2 separate regions of the Gossypium hirsutum genome follow, and region 2 is linked to region 1. Evidence: chromatin contacts called from public Hi-C data. All regions are on one chromosome and are shown on one strand. The core of a region is the stretch at or near the end of the contact, and the rest is flanking DNA. Distances in the headings are between cores, read along the strand shown.

Evidence for each region. Hi-C and Micro-C count contacts between places; a contact is called where the count stands out from the background.
Region 2: a Hi-C map of leaf shows a contact between it and region 1, with 2.3 times the contacts expected there. The contact joins the promoter of LOC107891992 here to the promoter of LOC107892035 in region 1. A contact is called at or near these places in 9 of 34 Hi-C or Micro-C datasets (anther, cotyledon, hypocotyl and 2 more).

Annotation. Positions count from the first base shown.
Region 1 is chrD09:25,516,606-25,520,268 of Gossypium_hirsutum_v2.1, forward strand. It overlaps LOC107892035 (40S ribosomal protein S7), which reads left to right and starts at 1,609. Exons shown (of 6, transcript XM_016817001.2): 1 at 1,609-1,769; 2 at 2,656-2,739; 3 at 2,837-2,910; 4 at 2,999-3,122; 5 at 3,520-3,663. The coding sequence starts at 2,665.
Region 2 is chrD09:25,654,676-25,657,994 of Gossypium_hirsutum_v2.1, forward strand. LOC107891992 reads right to left here and starts at 1,695. Exons shown (of 3, transcript XM_016816941.2): 1 at 1,069-1,695. The coding sequence starts at 1,255. It overlaps LOC107891991 (LEAF RUST 10 DISEASE-RESISTANCE LOCUS RECEPTOR-LIKE PROTEIN KINASE-like 2.1), which reads left to right and starts at 1,778. Exons shown (of 3, transcript XM_016816940.2): 1 at 1,778-2,720. The coding sequence starts at 1,985.

The sequences.
Region 1 (3,663 bases), core at 359-2,858:
AAGAAAAAGAAAAAATAGAACACACAGATTTTATGTGAAAACCTTTTCGGGGGAAAACCACGGGCAGATGAGAAGAAAATTCAAGAATGTCGAATTCGAATGATATAAGAGGAATTTCGACTACATCTATTTATAGGTTGAAAAAACCTAATTAATCAATGTCAAATATATTATGCTAATAAATGTTAAATATATTATGCTAATAAATATTAAATTTTCTAGAAAGAAAATGTATTTTGTTTAACTTGACTTGCAAGCAATCTCTTAGAATTTGAATCACACAACTCTAACAATATACTATATTATTATATTATGTAATAACATAAAATCTATCATAGTTAGCGATTAAAACTGATTTAATTGACTAAATTGAACCAGTTAAATCAGTTGGTAAATTCAATTTTTTTAGTTCATTTTAAGGGCGAGTTAGGTAATCAGTTAATTTGGTGTTGTTGGTTTGGTTTCAGTTTTGAAATTCAAAATTATTTATATCAAATTAATCGACTTTACACCTATTAAATATGGTATATATTTAAACCCTAAACCCAAACCCAAACCCAAACCCAAACCCAAACCCAATGCCAATCAAACCCAAACCTTAACCCAATTTAAACTTTATTCAAAACCCAACTTAAATAAAAATAAATCCAATCCAAATTAATAATAAATATAAAGATAATAATATAGGTAAAATTTTTGAATGTTACTCATACTTTGAACTTGGGAGTTGGATCTATGGTGGTTTGGTTTTATGTAATTGTATTAACAATTATCGAATTTATATATTTTTATGACTTTATGAATTGCAAAATATTTTTTTATTAATATATTCTATTTGGATATTTTATTTTTTCCTTTAATTTTTAAAAAGATTTTAAAATTTCTAATTTATATTATTAAATGTAATTTTTATTAAAAATATGGTTTAAAATTAAATTTATTAGTAATGATATTATTATTGCATGATAAATCATGTTTAATTATTTGTGATAAGTATAACACTAGTTATCATATTATTAAATTAATTTATTATAGATATTATTAATTTAATTTAAATTTTATAGATTTAATAATTTTTAATTTTATATATTTATTATACATGTTTAGTTATAGTATTAAAAATATTCTATATTCGATTAATATTTTTAAAAATATTATTTCACTTTATAATTTACATAAAAATAATATAATATTAATAAAATTTTAACATAAATATGTAATGCTTATGAATATATTTTGATAAAATAAATAATGATAATTTATTTTTATTTTTTTTACTTTAAGTAATATAATATAATTATATTAATTATTAATATTTATTATAACTATTCTGTTATTATTTTATAATTATATTAATTATATTAATTGCATGTTTAGTTGTTCATTAATCTCGAATTTAAATTTTTACATTGATTAAATTTTTTCAAAATTTTTAAACTTGAATTATTAGGAGCTTGAATTAGACGGACTTTCAAATTTGGAGAAAACCGAACTCTACTTTTTTTTTTTTTTTTAGCTTGTAATGAAACTTAATGTAAGAACCATTACAACTCAAATCCATACTTATTATAAAGGCCCATATAAGTCAGACAATGTAAATCCCGGCCCGAATGTAAACCAAACTGAATCACATCCGTCCACGTGTAGAAGAAACATCGTAGCCTTCCACTGAAACCCTAGGGTTTCTTATTCACGGTGGAGAATTAAAACAGAGCCTCCTCTTTCACTTTGGTGTCTCTCATCTCTTCCATTTTTGGCTTCTCTTTCAGGTACCTCTTTTCATTTTCCAATCACCTGTTTGGTTTCCTAGAAAATGCGCAAAATGTCTTAAAAGGAGTGAGAATGATGATATATGTCTTTGTTATTTATTTATTATTTTCATATTCAGTTTTCTCATAAAACAACAGAGTGACAGAGCTTTCTTTTTGACTTTTTGTTACTCTGATTGTTGCAAGATATGCTAATTTTCTGTGGCTTGTTTATATGCTGGAAAAATGTAGATGGAAATAAATGCTGTTTTGATTCTGATTCGGCTGTTTACTTTTAGTAATTCAATTCTGTTTCTAGGATTTCAATAATGTTCTTTAGGGTTCTCTATCTGTTAGTGTGTCGATATATATATTACTTTCTGAGCTAATAGTTTTGTTTGAATCTTGGATTTTGGTTTTTGACATTTGTAATTCAATGTTGTCTTTTTGAGATAAAATGTGTGAAAAATCCTAAACTTTGTGTGTGCTCAAATTTTTGTCATTTAACTTACTATGGGAATCAATTAACAATCACTTAAAATCAGCAAGATTAATGTCAGTTTACTGATAATATAGTATAGAACTGATGGGTTGCCAGAGTAATTGGTTAACTACAATGTTCTAGTATAAGTTGCCAAGTCGGTATAGAGCATTCCAAGTTGAAATTTGGCATAATGAGAACTTTATAAAACATCCAACTTGTTATTTCTTCTGAAAGTGGTATCATGGTCCTGCACATCATAAATTGGGTAATAAAACTGAGAGCTGGATCTTATCTTTTTTAATATTAAGTGAAATTTTGCCTATGGATAATATTTGGTCGAATTTCTGGTCAATCTGATTTGTAATTGAACTTGTTTGAAATTCCTAAAATTCCTTTCAACTTTTTATCTATCCATTCATGCAGATCTCAAAGATGTATACATCAAGGAAGAAGATCCACAAAGATAAGGATGCTGAACCAACAGAATTTGAGGAGTCTGTTGCGCAGGTTTTATAATGTTCTTATGTTTTCTTCACTTGAAAAGTTCCTGCAAATGTGCTCTGGTTATGATTTCATTACATGTGCATTTACTTCTCTGTTTCAGGCATTCTTTGATTTGGAGAATACCAATCAAGATCTGAAAAGTGACCTTAAAGATCTCTATATTAATTCAGCAGTGTAAGAATTGCTCACTGGGATGCATTACTTGTTAGCTCTCTCGTGTATTTTTCGGTCATATTATTAATATAAATTTGTTTACATGCAGCCAAATTGATGTTTCTGGGAGCCGGAAAGCTGTTGTTGTCCATGTCCCATATAGATTGAGGAAAGCTTTCCGCAAGGTTCATGTTAAGCTTGTGAGGGAACTTGAAAAGAAGTTCAGTGGCAAGGTGAGTGAAGGACCAAGCTACTCTTTCAAATTTCTTCCTTCTGTATAATGAAAACAATTAGAGTAAGACCAGCCTGAATGTGAATTTATTTAGGTTTTCAAATTTACAATTTCTTTAAGTGCATTACCATTTAGTACAGAATATGGTAAACTTTAAATTCATATATGTTGCATAAGATGCTTTCATCATTGGGTCGTTCTACTCTGATACATTGCTGTTCTGCAAGAAATAATAGATTAATTATGCTTTTAATAAATGTATGTGTTCTCGAATTCTTTTACATCTGGCTTAACCTTTAACATAAATCTCTAGTTCTTATTGATAATGACTTCCAATTGGTTTAATCGATGCACATGTTCTTGTTTTTAAGTGTTTACTTGGTTTATATATACTGTAGGATGTGATTCTTATTGCCACCCGGAGGATATTAAGGCCTCCAAAGAAAGGTTCTGCAGTTCAGAGGCCACGCAGCCGCACATTGACTGCTGTACATGAGGCAATGCTAGAAGATGTTGTCTTACCTGCTGAGATTGTTGGGAAG
Region 2 (3,319 bases), core at 445-2,944, 140 kb after region 1:
TTTGTCTTGCCATTTTATCAAATATTCATTGCCAAACTGCAGAAACATAAACAACAATACAACTAGGTGTCAAAAGGACAATCTCAATTCTCAACATCATTATTACTAATCTAAAATTCCAAAAATAATTAACCAACACAAGTCCACATGTCCATTTGCAAAATCAAAATCTGGGAAAGTCAAATTTTGATCAAATTTTCAAGGAGTAATTTGAAATTTAGAATTACCTTTCTATTTTTATCAACTATTCATTCCCAAACTGCAATATAACGAGGGTTCAAAAGGACACTCTCACTATCAGTTCTTCAAAAGGACACTCTCACTATCAGTTAAATCAAATAATACTTATATAGGAGTAGGAGTGTTGAACAAAAACAATAAAAAAAACTCAATAAAGTAACATTTATAGACTGATACAAGAGCTCTTTAGCAACATTTAGATCAGTTTGAAAAATTCATATAATATCTAAATTTATCTCTTGAATTATTTCCAATGATGATCTTATACATTTATTCATAAGTAAAGTTTTCCATGAGTGTCAAACACACTGAAAATATAAGGATGACATCTTCAACACTATTAAACTCTCTACTTCTTTCTCCAAGTTCCACGAGTAGATGATTATGCAGAAATGCTTCTTCATTTTATGCATAACAAGATTAAAACACGCAACATTTAAAGGTTAAATATGTCAACACAATCTTTGACTGCTTTAAACCTATTAGTCTAATTGTTCGAATAGGAAATAGGGTTAACATCAAAAATTAAAATCAAAATCATAACAAGATTAAAACACGCAACATTTAAAGGTTAAATATGTCAACACAATCTTTGATTGCTTTAAACCTATTAGTCTAATTGTTCGAACAGGAAATAGGGTTAACAGCAAAAATTAAAATCAAAACCAAAGTTCCAGATTTAATTCCCCCCGAAGATTCAGTGTCTCAAAATCAAAATAAAAAAACCGTTAACAGCAAAAATCAAAATCAAAATCAAAATCAAAAAGCAAAAAGCAAAAAGCAAAAAACTACTTCGACATAAACTAGGGTTAACAGCAGCAAGCTCACCTTTGAAATTCAAAGGTAGAAGACGTAGAAGCACCGTTAGAGCAGAGGTGGAGCTGTGGAGGTGGATTTTTGAATTGGGTGGAGCCGTGGAGGACTGGAGGTGGAATGGTGGATCTGTGGAGGTGGATTTTCGAATTGGGGAAAAAAAGGGAGGAGGGAATGGCTTAGGGATTTTTATCAGATGCATGCGGAAATGGGAAATGGGAAATGGGGAAGGGAATTGGGAAATGGGAAATGTATTTTAGAAATTAAAAAAAAATATTTATTATATTCGGGCCAGGCCGAGCCCGGGCCAAAAAATTTTTGCCTAAGGCCCGGTCCGTTTTCTAAACGGGCCTCTTTTTTGTCCAAACCTATATTTCGGGCCTACATTTTTACTCGAACCCTTTCATATTTTGGGCTAGCCGTCGGGCTGGGCTGCCCGGCCCATAATCACCTCTAGTATTGATACATAAATTTGAAGTGTTTTTATATTTATGTTGGAGTTATCACACTTTTTTTTGTTTTTTTTTTGTCATAGTATGGTATTTTGATTATTAAGTTCAAATTTAAGAACGATGCTAGTCATTTAAGTGGTGGAAAACTAAAAATTCGTAGTGGAGTGGTAAACCTTCTGTGCCAAAAACTTGAACGAGATTTTTGAAGATGATTTGTCCATGAAAAATAAGCCACTAAATGGCATTACGTCTGTGACCCGTGACTTCGCATTCAACCACATGTGAAGTACCTTTCCACAAGTCAAGGTCAGCACCCTTGTATCTCTTGGAAATTTTGTAACCCCCCTCCTTCCTCTTCTGTTAAATTTCCAACCCAACCCCAATTTTTGTCTCCTCAATCTATCTGACCTTCTCACTCTGTTTTTATATGTACATATAAACCCTTTTTCACTTTAAACCAACTATTCACTCATTCTTCCATGGATGCCTTCTTCCTTTCACCATCTTCCTTCTCCATCTTATTCCTTTTAACTATTTTCCAGCTGTCTTACGCCCGAGATGATTTCCACTTTACTTCATGCGCTCCATTTGATTGTGGAAACCTTGTTAATATTTCATATCCTTTCTGGACCCATCAATATAATCGACCTTCATATTGCGGTTACGGTGATGAAGGGTATAAGCTGAAGTGCAGGCAGAATCAGCCCCCTGTTATGACGCTCAGTTCCCAAGAATTCTATGTGCTGCATCTCAATCGGTCTCATGGTTTGTTGACAATCAAACGAGTGGAATTAAACAACACTTGTCCTCAGCCGATTTTGATGAACAATGCTTTTAATTATACTGAAACTGCTGAAAACATTACGCTGTTCTACGACTGCCGAAGCAGGGGAGGTCCGAATCATCGTTTCAGTTGCAGAAAGGGTGGAAAAGAAACTTCCCTCATGTTCTTTAAGGAGGATGAAAATGAATGTATTGGATACAGTGAACAAGTTGAAATTCCTATTGGGAAAAAGGCCTTTGATGATCTGATTGGCGGAATCAGCACTGTTAATGAAAGTTTAGTCCAACCCTTTGATATTAGATACTTTGCAGACGATCCTTATTGCGAACACTGCAAGGATTCTGGCGGAAGATGTGGATACAACCGAACTGTAACCTCTGCATTTGTCTGCTATTGTCGTGATAAGCCTTATATACTTGAATTGAACCAAGGTACGGTATACCTGTTTCTTTTAACTCTTCCTGAATCGTTAAAACACCCCGTTGAATCATTGTTCAGAAACATGGAATCCAGTTGATATCCAGTCGTCTTTCTCTGCTGTTTATGACCCAGAATTAACCCCAGCTTTGGGTTCTTAATTATCCAATCTTTTATATCACTTTTCTGTATTATTGCCCTCTTTTTTACAACCTTATTATGCAAACTCGCACTATAACCCGACCTATCGAGTCATGTCGTGATACATGATCGGAAATTGTTCTGTTTGGATATGAAATAGGGTAGCATTACATTATAGGCAAGTTTAGGATACCATTAATCAACTTCAAGCGTGGGAACAAAATAATAATATCTTTTCTTTGGGTTGTTACATGTTTCGCTTCTGTTTCTTTTCATAGTTGAAATTGGGACTATTCGTGGGTAAAAATATCATGAAAGCTTAAGTACTATTAATTAGGTTGTATTTTATCTCTTTCTATTAAAAAAATAGATAAGTTAGTTTATTTATATTAAATTACGTTAAATTATAGAGCAAAACAATATTTTCAGTTAAAAATTTATCCATTTGTACTAATAAAAATTAACATGATTA